2 separate regions of the Cricetulus griseus genome follow, and region 2 is linked to region 1. Evidence: chromatin contacts called from public Hi-C data. All regions are on one chromosome and are shown on one strand. Each heading gives the region's core, a stretch centred on a gene start, on an enhancer-like site or on the middle of the called end of the contact. The rest is flanking DNA. Distances are from core to core; before and after follow the strand shown.

What was found. Hi-C and Micro-C count contacts between places; a contact is called where the count stands out from the background.
Region 2: a contact with region 1 is called in a Hi-C map of liver, with 2.2 times the contacts expected there. The contact joins two enhancer-like sites. A contact is called at or near these places in 2 of 8 Hi-C or Micro-C datasets (fibroblasts and liver).

Annotation. Positions count from the first base shown.
Region 1 is chr3:4,125,611-4,131,483 of CriGri-PICRH-1.0, reverse strand. No RefSeq gene overlaps it. Among named protein-coding and RNA genes, the nearest start is that of Fam160b1, 45 kb to the right of the region's middle. Within about 2 kb of position 3,188, at least 2 of the 6 cell types and tissues checked have open chromatin away from gene starts, as enhancers often do.
Region 2 is chr3:4,233,078-4,238,691 of CriGri-PICRH-1.0, reverse strand. The region is part of intron 1 of Ablim1 (actin-binding LIM protein 1); the gene reads right to left. It also overlaps the pseudogene LOC100757197. Among named protein-coding and RNA genes, the nearest start is that of Ablim1, 8.5 kb to the right of the region's middle. Within about 2 kb of position 1,656, at least 1 of the 6 cell types and tissues checked has open chromatin away from gene starts, as enhancers often do.

The sequences.
Region 1 (5,873 bases), core at 1,939-4,438:
TGCTGGGATTAAAGGCATGCGCCACCAACGCCCAGCTTCCATAATTCTTAAATAGCAAAAAGTCCTGGTTTTTCTCTCTAAATTTTTTAAATGAAGTTGTTTTCCTATTGAAATCCAACTTATTGTCAGCATTTCTGGCTTGTTTGTTTTTGGTTTTGTTTTGTTTGAAGTTTTACTTTCACGATAACCTGCAATGCTGGATACTAAAAATATACAGATACCAATCTTTTTTAGATCAATGGGATTTATATTTCCCAGAGTTAAAGACTTTACTGCTTATTGTCTGTATATTTAAACAGACACATTAACTTTCTGGTCCTGGGGTTTAATCCATGTAGAGAGATGACAGCAGACACAGAACTGGCCAAACAGTTTGATGTGTTTTAAGATCCCAGAAGAGCTACTTCAGCAAGCACACACTCCATCCATCTTTTAGAATAACTGTAAGTAACAGTACTTTGTGAAGACACAATAAAATCCCTAGGACTTAGATAGCATCTATGAATTGGTCCTCAAGCTAGAAATGAGGAGGCAGAATGGGACAGTCAAATGACTGCCATGAAGCACAGGCAGTCATGTTCCTCCCCTTGACGTCACAAAATGCCTGTGAAGATGTTTGTGAAACTCTGGTCAAAGGAGCCGAGACAGACAGCGTTGGACAGAGAGCAGGATCTCCTACTCACCAGCCACTGAAGTATGGGCACCCAACACAAAAGCTCCCAAACCTCAGTTCCTTCTGTAAAATGGGAGATCATGCTAGTACCCCCCCTCCTGTGTTATTAAAGGGGTGGGGTACATAACAGATGTGAATGTCTGACAAAACAAGTAACAAGGCTCAACACCTAGTATTTCATGGGACATCTTCCCCTGTGAGCTTAGTCAGACTTCATCTACCGGATGTAAGATCTTTTCTGTCTCATTGCTGTGGCTGTGGCAAAATACCCTGGCCAGGGCAACTTAAGGGAAGAAGGGTTTTGTTTTTGGTGTTTTTTGGCTCATGATCACAGGTTACAGCTCATTATTGTGGAGAAGTCAAGGTAGGAACTTAAAGCACAAGATCAGAGAAAGAATAAATGTATGGGAGTGTGCTCTCTCATGAGCAGCTGGCTCTCTTCACCCTTACACAGCTCAGGGCCCAGCCCGTGAAGTGGTACCTCAGGTACTCTGGGTGTATCTGCTTATATCAATTAATAATCAAGATGCCCACTCCCACTTGTCCACAGGCCAGTCCGATACAGATAGATGATCCCTAAGATTCTCTTCCCAATGATTCCAGGTTACGCCAAGTTGACAGTTAAAACTAAGCAGCACAGTTACCAACATGGGTTTGAAAGGGAAACAGGAAATCACCACTGAGGAGGCAGGCTCAGAGATACTCGAGAAAGCAGGTTCTATCCAGGACCAAGCACCCTTTTAGTCACTGGGCTACCTCCCTGTGACATCCCAGGTCAAAAACTACAGAGACCATGTGAAATTGATAAGGTCATCTCCCCAGGGCGTGTCAAGGTTCCCAGTGGTCATTTGGCACCAACAGTTATCCGGGCTTTGCCGAAGAGATTTTAGAGGTATATGAGACCAAGTCAACTGGACTTTTACCCAAGAGAGTTTTACAACTTCTGACAGATTTCCCCCACGTGCTCCTTGCTGTTCTTACTGAGTACAAAGGTCAGGGCTGAAAGCCCGGGCTTCAGAGCACTGTTCAGAGTCCCTAGAGCCACAGGAGAGCCTGCTCCAGTGCCTTCCATACGTTGCTCACTCTGCTTCCCTCCTCCAGCCCTAACACGCACAAAGCATTGGAACAATTAGATCGGTCATATTGGGGCCTCCTGTCACCACCATAGTCCGATGGTCTAAACGTAAATCCTGGCCCCTCCAACCCATTTCTAGATGTGAAGGTGACCAGTGGCATTGACAGAGCAACCAGGATCAGACTCTGCAAAGTGGATTTTAAGTATTCTGAGTAGAGATTATTTATGATAATCCTTTGGCAGGGCCCTGAAAAGGAGCATTTAATTATCTAACGACATAATTGAATTCCTAACTTTCTCCCTCAACAGAAAGGGCCAAAGCTTCAGAGTCCAGAGGCCAGCTCTGCATGCAACCTGTCACAAGTTGCTTCAAGGGGAGTCAGAGATGCCGAAGTTACCGCTCTGCAAATGCACTTTCTAAAAATAATCAATATTTTCCTTCAATGCTTCTGACAAAGCAACCAAGCCACTTCACTTTAATCGCTTGCAGGCTGCACAATGGCTTGATTTTTTAATATTTCACTCATAGTAGCAGCCGCTGAGCTATGACTAACTCACTCTCCCAGGCATCACTGCTGGTTCCAGATGGCAAGAAATGCATTCCCTTCGCTCCTGCCTGAAAAGCATTTCTGACTTTCCCCCCCTTCCTTTTCATCCTTCCATTTCACCTGCAGTAATTATTTCCGCTCCAGATCAAAAAGGGTAGGACGAGAACGAGGGACGCCAGGCAACGGTTAGTACAGGTAAAATTACTTAAAAAAAAAAAAAAAGAAAGAAATGGAGTATGAATCCTGCAGCTTTAAATCTTGCTGCATCGGGCCCTGGATTTCTTCCATAACTGAGCTACAAAATGGTAACAAGAAAAGAGGAAAAAATGCCTCTTCCTCCCAACCAGCCCTTACACAGCTCTTCAGCAAGATTGGCAGTGGCCAGCCCATCCCCCACGCCCTCCCAGCCCAGAGGCGCAGTTAGTACAGGTGGGCTGGGCACCGGACCTTGGCCCTCAGGCTTCGCCCACATCCGGCGATCAAGGTCAAGGGCGAGCTCTTCCTTTCCCAGCCTAGGAGCCCAGGGGAGCCGCTGCCAAAGTTTCAGGCCCGCTTGGGGCCAGCGCGGCTCTCGCAGCCCCTTGCCCTCGGGCACCTGCCCAGTGCGCCCTGCTCCAGATCCGGCGCTGGGTCCACACACCGTGCCACCTGGTCCCCACTCACCTCGGGTGGACATGACTCAGGCAGCCGCAGCAGAATCAGGAGGGAGAGAAGCAGCCCGCAGGGCGTGGGGAGGATAGGATCCCGAGACCACGCGCGCACACACGGGCTCGCGCCTCCCCAGCCCGGGGCGGACGCCTCCCGCAGGACACCTGCTCCGCGCTCCGGGCAGCCGGGCGGGCGGGCGGGCGGGCGGGCGAGCAAGCGGGCAGGCAGGGATCCGCAGGGCGCGGCGCTGCTGACAGCTAGGGCCGGCTGGGCGGGGCCGGCTCCCCCGCCGGGTGCCGGTGGGCAGGCCGGGCCCACTCGGGTCCAGTGGCTGCTGGGGACACACTGCCCGCTTGGCTGTCGCTCCCGGCAGAGCTTTGTTCCTGAGCAAGGTGCTGTGCCGTCCACACTCTGGACCCGTGTCCCTGGTGATGATGGTGCGGGTGGGGGGTTGGAGGGAGGACTGCTGTCATTGAAGGCTTTCCAGCGTCTAGCCTTGGTCACAGAGACACCGTCAGGAGTAACTCTATGCCTTCCGTAAGTGCTGCGCTTGACCGGAGGAAGAATTCCAGGGTTACCTGAAGGGAGGTTGACCCTGACTGTGGAGCAGTCTTTGGCAGTCCATAATAATGGTTCCGCGATTCAGAAATGTTCAAAGAACAGGTGGACACAGTTTTAGGAAAAACAATTGGTAGATAACTGGAGAAAGCCCAACCATATGATCCTGTGGGGAGCGAAGGGTTAGGGAAATAAAAAAGTCATAGTGAGAAAAATTGCAAACTTCAATAGCAATCACTGAACTCTGCAACTAAAACCAACTTTTTGTCTGGCACCTTGATGACATCCCAGCTGCCTTTTAGACGGAGAAGTAGCCAACGGGTCACAGACCAGTTGCTCCCATCTCAAGGTGACTTTCTTCCTCTCTATCCTCCGCTCACTACCAAGCGCTGTCACCTGAGTGGTTACAGGGCAGCCTCCATGTCCAGCCTCTCCCTCCATCGCTTTAATGTTGCCTGCTGCCTTGAGGGTAGTTTTTCCTGCTTAGGACATTGTCATAACTCCAAAACCTGCAGGCTGTCCCCACTGATCTTCAGATAGTCTAAGTATTTCATCCAACCAATTTCAGCAGAGCAATTCCTCCAACAGAGGTGTAGTGAACATATCCTATGTGCCAGTCTTTGTGTTGGATAGTAGGGCCACAATAGTGAACAAAACAGGCATGCCCCATGTCTGAAGAGCGGCGTCTTCTGAAACATTAAGAACCTTTGTACCTTGTGCGTTGCCCGTCACCTGTCGCTACTGCCCAAACACGTAACACGGCTACTTTCTCTGCTGACATTTCTCAATAACGGTGTTTATTGTCCTCTGCCTTTCTTCATCCTCACTGTTCTTTGCAAATGCCTTTCTCCCAACCCAAATTACCCCATAAGCATCTCATAAAATGTTCCTGAATATGTCAATGCCCACTGACCTCACAACTTCCATGTATTTTCAGAAACACCTATTTGTACCAAACACACAACCGCCTAAAGCATGTGTTTTGTGTTGCTGTTCACATATTGCATTGTGTTTTCTCTCCCACCAAAGCTCTGAAAAAAAAAAAAACAAAAAACAAAAAACAAACTCCATGAACATGGCAGTGCAGCTGAATTGACTTAGTTCTGCAAGTATGTTACAGAGCATGCATTATAGTGGCTGTCATACAGAGACAGAGGTCCCGTGTGTGCCTGTCTACCCCTTAGCCTCGTGATGATACCTACCAGTCCCTCTCTTCATGTGCCGTTGTCATTTTGGACTTTATAACCTCATTGTACAACCAAGGATACAGTACAAGCAGATCTTACCCTCATGTCCTTAAGATACTTATAATAGACCACACAGATGGTCCTAAAATATGCTCCTATCTATGTCTAGAATAAGGCAATGTACACAGTGTTTTTAGGCAGAGAGCAAGTGTAGTCAGCCCTCAACTTAGCTCTAGTTTTCATATCCATGAAATCAACCAAATGTGAGCCATGACTATTGAATAACACAACTATATCTTGTCAGACACGGCGGCAAATGCCGTAGTCCCAGCACTCAGGAGGCCAAAGCCAGAGGATCACAAGTTCAAGGCCAGCTGGGGCTACATAGCAACACCTCTCTGAAGAGAATAAATTGTGTTTGCATTGAACATGAATATGCCCCCCCGCCCTAAATGACCTAATATATCATTTTATATTGCATTTACATTGCACTAGTTATTTTAACTAATCTGGAAATGGTTTAAAGAACACAGGCAGAAATGTATAGTTTACATGCAAATATGACAGCATTTAATATAAGAATTTTGACTATGCACTCCAAGGGATACTGGAACTAGTCTCCCATGGATGCTGAAGCACATGTGTACTCAGAACCTAGCAGCTTAAAAAGATAGGTTCATTGTCAGAGATCATCATTAATGGAGTAGGTTTTCTTCAGGTTTAGTATCAATTCCAAGTTTTAAAATATATATAGTTGGTTATGTATCTTTGTTTAGTGTGTGTGTGTGTGTGTGTGTGTGTGTGTGTGTGTGTGTGTGTATACATGCTCACACATGGGTGTCAGAGGTTGTTATCAGATGTCTTCCTCTGTTACCCTCCACCTTATTTTTTGAGACAGGGTCTCTTCATTGGACCTGGAGCTCACTGTTTGCACTGCACTGGTTGGTGGATGGGATCTACCTGTCCCCTCCCCAACCCCAGTTCTGCACTCAGGCACATGCCCATACTTTTATGTGGGCAAAGGGGCCTGAACACTGCTTCTTGCTTCTGGGCAAGTGTTCACCCACTGAGCTATCTCCCCAACCCCACTGACTTGTACTTTGCAGCAATGCTGCTGTGGAATGCCTTTAGAGCCAGTCACATTCTAGAACATCTGTAGTGTTAGAAATCTAAGAACTAATTCT
Region 2 (5,614 bases), core at 407-2,906, 110 kb before region 1:
CCTCAGATACACTCCAGATCCAAGGGCAGCACTAAAGAGATAAATGCTGACAGCTTACCATGAGAAATGCCAAAGTTCTAAGTAAGTATTCATTTAAAACAGCAGATAGGCTGACAGAAAAATCCAACTCTTAATTTACCTTTAATTTTTAAAGGAAATCCAGTCTCTTAGATTAAAAAAAGATTAACAATTGCTTAAAAGTCTTGGCTGAAAGATCCAAACTGAGAATGACCTTGAAGAGAAAGCAAGCTGTAAAGGACTCCAGCAGCTAAATCCTTTGGGAGCCACATCCCTCTTTCCCTCACTGTCATTTTTGTCACCGTTTATGGAGTGACAATCATGTGTCAGCCACCATTCCCGCCTGGTTACCATGCCACCTCATTTATTCCTCCTCACAGTTGGTCAAGTCACATGTTAGGACACTAAGTAAAAGCTAAGAGTAAAGTTGGCCATAGCACCAGGATGTATCCCTGGTGCATGAGCTGGCTTGATGGAGCCCATTCTCTAGGAGGGGATGCTGTGTCAGCCTTGATGCAGTGGGGAGGGGCTTGGTCCTGCCCCAACTTAATGTGCCAGACTTTGTTGACTCCCGATGGGATCCCTTTCCTGTTGGGAGGATTGGGTCGGGGTGGGCTGGGGGAGGGCATGAGGAGGGGTGAGAGGAAGAGCTTTGGTTGGAAATTAATTAATGAAAATAAATAAATAAATAAATAAATAAATAAATAAATAAATAAGAGAGTCAGGTTGGTCCAAGTTCAAAATCACAAACTCTGCCTTTGGGTAGCTGGGTTTTCCATTCTATGCAGGTTGAGACAGCCTCCCCTTCTTATTCTCAGACCACACACACACACACACACACACACACACACACACCATATGCAGAAGCAAAAACACTCCATTCAAGTGCCCAAACACATACACACACTCACACAGAGAGACAGGCAAGCACACGTGTCCAGGAAAGTCACAAGCGTGTGAACCTCCCCCATTGCTGGATAACTTTTTAAAGTATTTCTTACAGAAGACCTGAGACATGTGTAAAGTAATCTCTCTCCTGATAATTTATGCTTCATCTGATGCCAGACTTCATGTGACAGGGTTTGCTAAAGCAAGGGCATCATAGCCTTGTTGTGGCAGACACTGCCTCCCTGGACAGCAGGCAGGTACCCAGATCCACACATCTTTGACAGTGCTGCTCAATCATTAGCTCTGCCCAGTCATTCTCAGGAAATTGTGTTTTGTGGTTTGCATCAAGTTAAAAGTTCTTTTTATTGGTTGCAGAATTTTGCAAGATATAAAAACCTTCATTTCCCACCCTGCCCTCACTTGGCCTCCCAGCCTTCCCCATCACTCCCTGGCACTCCCAGAAAACAGCCTTTTCTCATTCTCCTGGTACATTTCAGTCATCACCCGAGGAGCAAGCCAAGTCAAACGGGCAGCATGAACAGCCATCACTCCCCATGTGACCACAGGAAGGACAGCTTCAGGAGGGACCGTGCCACCCAGGCTCTACACCGAGAAAATCTGCAATTTGTATGACTAAAGAGGACAACTAAAGTCACAGAGCTCTTTGTCCAGGATTGGTGACGCAATTGCACAGAAATGGCCCCACCCTCCTGTCTGGCCTCTTACCAGCATTACTTTATTAAGTCACTCTGGCCACACAGGAAACGTGCTCAGACACAGGCTGGGGTTGAATTCCACATACTCGGTGCCCAGTGGCCTTGGGCGCATTACTTTCCCTATGCGGGGTTCAGCAATCACATCTGAGAATGGCGGTAACACACTCCACTGGTGAGGTCATGTAAGGCTTCGTGGGCGAGAAACCTGAGTAAGGTGTGGTCATATTGACATCTGTCATAATACAGTCTTCCAACTGTATTATTACCACTATTCACTTCGTAAGTGAAGAGGGCAATAGAGCACTCATGCTATCAAGTGAGATACGCATGGGGTGTGTGTCTCATCCCTGCTGTTCCACTGGCCTGTGTGCAATGCCCCATGAACGGGGAACTCCAAGGCAATGGTGACACACACCTTTAATCCCAACACTTGGGAAGCAGATGTAGGCAAATATCTGAGTTTGAGCCCAGCCTGGTCTACAGAGCGAGTTCCAGGACAGCCAGGGCTACACAGAGAAACCCTGTCTCTAAAACAAACCAAAAGGAGGAGGAGGAGGATGAAGAAGAAGGAAGAGGAGGAAGAAGAGGAGAAGGAAGAAGAAGAGAAAGAAAAAGAAAGAAAGAAAGAAAGAAAGAAAGAAAGAAAGAAAGGGAAAAAAAGGAAGAAAGAGTGGGCAGGAGGAGCCCTGTTGCTTCCCTTGCATCCCCGCTGCCTTCCTGGATAACCCAGTCGCTTACACTGGAAATGGCAGCACAGAAGATGCTGGCTTAGAAATGAGTCAGGAGCCCCTGAGCTGGAGGCAGACAAGGGTGACAAGGGTGGGTGGCAAAATGGAGTAGGTAAGTCATTTTCTGTGTGTGCCTAGGAAGTAGGAAGTACTTTAGGAAAAAGACAAGACAGAGTTGGGAAGAGGGGACATGGGTGAATTGTCATCTGAATAATGGCACAGAGGGAAAAGAAGGAGCTGGGCGGGGTCTGTGGACACAGATATCCGACAGAGTGGGAACAATGTCCGCAGGTAGGACTTTACCTGGCAAATCAAAGCAGGGAGAAGCTAATAGGAACAGGGGGAATTGGGTGAAAGGTGGAAGGGGTTAGGGTTCTGTGTCAGCGAAAGGTCCTGGCCTTTCCTGTTGAGCTGGAACCACTGAAGATTGTGAGCACAGAGCCCAGGATCTGATGTCATCTCAACTCTCTGTCCTCAGTGAATGACCAGGGGGGAGGGAGTTTGTGAAGGTGCAGAGCACTGAATTAGGACACAAAACAATGAAAAGGACCTCCGGGCTGAGAAGATGGCACAAGAGAATGAGGATGGAGATAGCAGAAGTTGAAAAATGAAAACTAGGGAGCAAGAGAGGATCAACATTAAGAAATGAACAAAAGAGATGCCAAATGAGACACCAGATTCTGAACACAGGAAAATCTGAGACGATTTCAGTGCCTGCAGAAGAAAGGAGGATGCAAAACACGGAGAGAACAAATGTCATGGAGGATGAGGCTTCAAACTTACCCCATGAGAAAACACAACAAAACAAATAACCAAAAAGCAGATTACATACAACACCTGTGTGAACATTAAACAAATTAAACAGTACACATGGTCAACAAAATTTACATAGCAAGCTAACCGACTAAACTTTGGACTTCAAGGGTATTATTATTCTCCAGTTATCCAGGCAGGAAAAACACCCCCCCCCCAAAAAAAAAAAAAAACTTCACCGTACACAGAGAGAGATGTGAAGCCTGACCTTAGATTCCCAGCAACACCAGCTTACGAAGCACAAAGGGCCCATGCTGGTGGCTGAAGGAATGAGAGTATTTGAAGAACCTCACATTCAGTCAAAGCTGTTCATACATAAAGGCAATGGCAGTCAGACCCCCAGTACACACACACACACACACACACACACACACACACACACACACACACACACTCAAATACTCACATACATACTCACATACACACCCTGGTCATTGCTGGGATCTACATTAAGTTAGGACTGATTGGGGCAGGCATCTCAGGCCCCAGTATGTGCCCAGGTTCCAAGGTGTGAGAGGAAGCCGATGCAAAGAAAGGTGGGATTTTCTCCCAGGCTGCTCATCTAGAGTCATCTGGAAGAAAAGCAACCTAAGTCATCCTTATCTTTATGCCTAAAAAAGGAAAAAAAAATCATATTGATCCACTGATCCCTTTCAAGGAGTCTTCCAAGTTAGATTATAGAGATCAATGGAATACCCACAAGAGACCAAATACGTCCACCAAAGCTAGTTTTTCTCAAGCAAACCAATGATTTATGGGATCATTTGATTGTGCAAGCACAGTGGAATTTGTAAGCATACATACCCTGCTTAAGCCCTGTCTCCTTACATATGCAAATGAGCTCGCTTGGACTGGCTGAGGTAGTTAAGGTCAGAAGCCTGATAAACATGTATGCTGCTCCGAAGCATCTTTCAGCCTTGGTTACCTGTGAGGGGAGTGGGTGGGGCTCAGGGCACTTTAGAAGGACGAGTTCTTTTTAACACTAATGTTAACTCCAATGTGCTTACACATGTAGGAGAGTTCTTCAAGTTCTTAAACAGCTGCAAGTTGCTCCAGTTCAACCAGAGAGTGCTCTGTGCCATGTGCCACGGCCAACAGATTTCTGGAAGAGCTGCCGTCTAAGGCAGCTTCCTTCCCCTCTTTCCTGTAACCCCCAGCAAGATGGAAACACTGTGTCTATGTGCTGCATTTATTGGGGTTTTGGAGAAAATTGATACAAAGAGAAATGCTTTAGAACGGTTTTTTTTTTTTTCTTGGATTGAGATCTGAAATACACACTTTGTCTTTCTTGAATGTAATATAAGAGCTCTGAGAATCTTTGCTGGATATAAATTTCTGCACAAAAATAAAAATCAACTGACCCACAAAGGTGGTGCTAAGCTACAGAATCCATAGTGGAAAGCCAACTGATCACAGCTCTGGAAGACATGAATGATGGCTGACTCATTCATCATGCTAACAAACAGCACATGTTGTGCATCTATAGCACAAAGCGTTTCCTCCAAGAGGCTGAAAATGGCCCAAACCCGAGAGATAGAAACTGAGCCCTCTCTCGGGTGACTTTCTCATGGTACAAAGAGTTTCAGACGTGTCTTTAAAGCACCGTAGAAAGTGATTTACATCTGAGACACCAGGAACATGCTCTGCGGGTTTGCAAAAGAAATGCTTGCTGCATGGGGAGAGAAAGAAAAGCTCCAAGAGTAGTGGTTGTTTCCAGCTTCAGGACATCAACATCCAACAGACATTTCGTGTAGAAACCGAACTGGATTACTCCTGGATTTTTTGTTTCTGTTCATTTGCTTGGGCTTTTGACAAGGAATTTAATTTTTTAAAAATGTGTTAGAAATAGTTGCCCACATCCTTGCTAAACTCCTAACTAAAACTGGCCAGCGGAACCGTGGTCTGTTAGGTCAGGTTCAGCTGAAGGATTACTGAACACATTAACATCACACAGCATTTCCATTGAGGATAATACAGTTCTCAGTGGTGACCTCGATAACCAGGCAGCTACTTATCCAGTATCCAGTGTCCCTGTGATACTGACTGATGCCTACTAAGTGACTACAGAGACGACCTGTCACCTTTAAGGACAGACAAGTCAGGCCTGTGAGAGGGATAAGATCAGCACTCACCAGAATCACCAGTTAGCACTTAAAGAAGAGACTGATAGGAAATAGAACTGGGAATTGACCACAATATCCTAGTGATGTGAAAAAAAAAAAAAAAAAAAAAAAAAAAAAAAAAAAAAGGCCTTATAAACTGTCAGGTCAGGATGGACAGAGGGAGAGGCTGGGAATAAGACCTATACAATTTAGATTTAGAAGGCAGTGAGAGGGTAAAACTGGCTACTATGTTCAGAAACAATTGGTGATCTAGGATAAAAATAATAAGTACAACACACCCAAATACAGGGGGATAGTTGATGTAAGGAACAGAAATCTCATCTGCCAG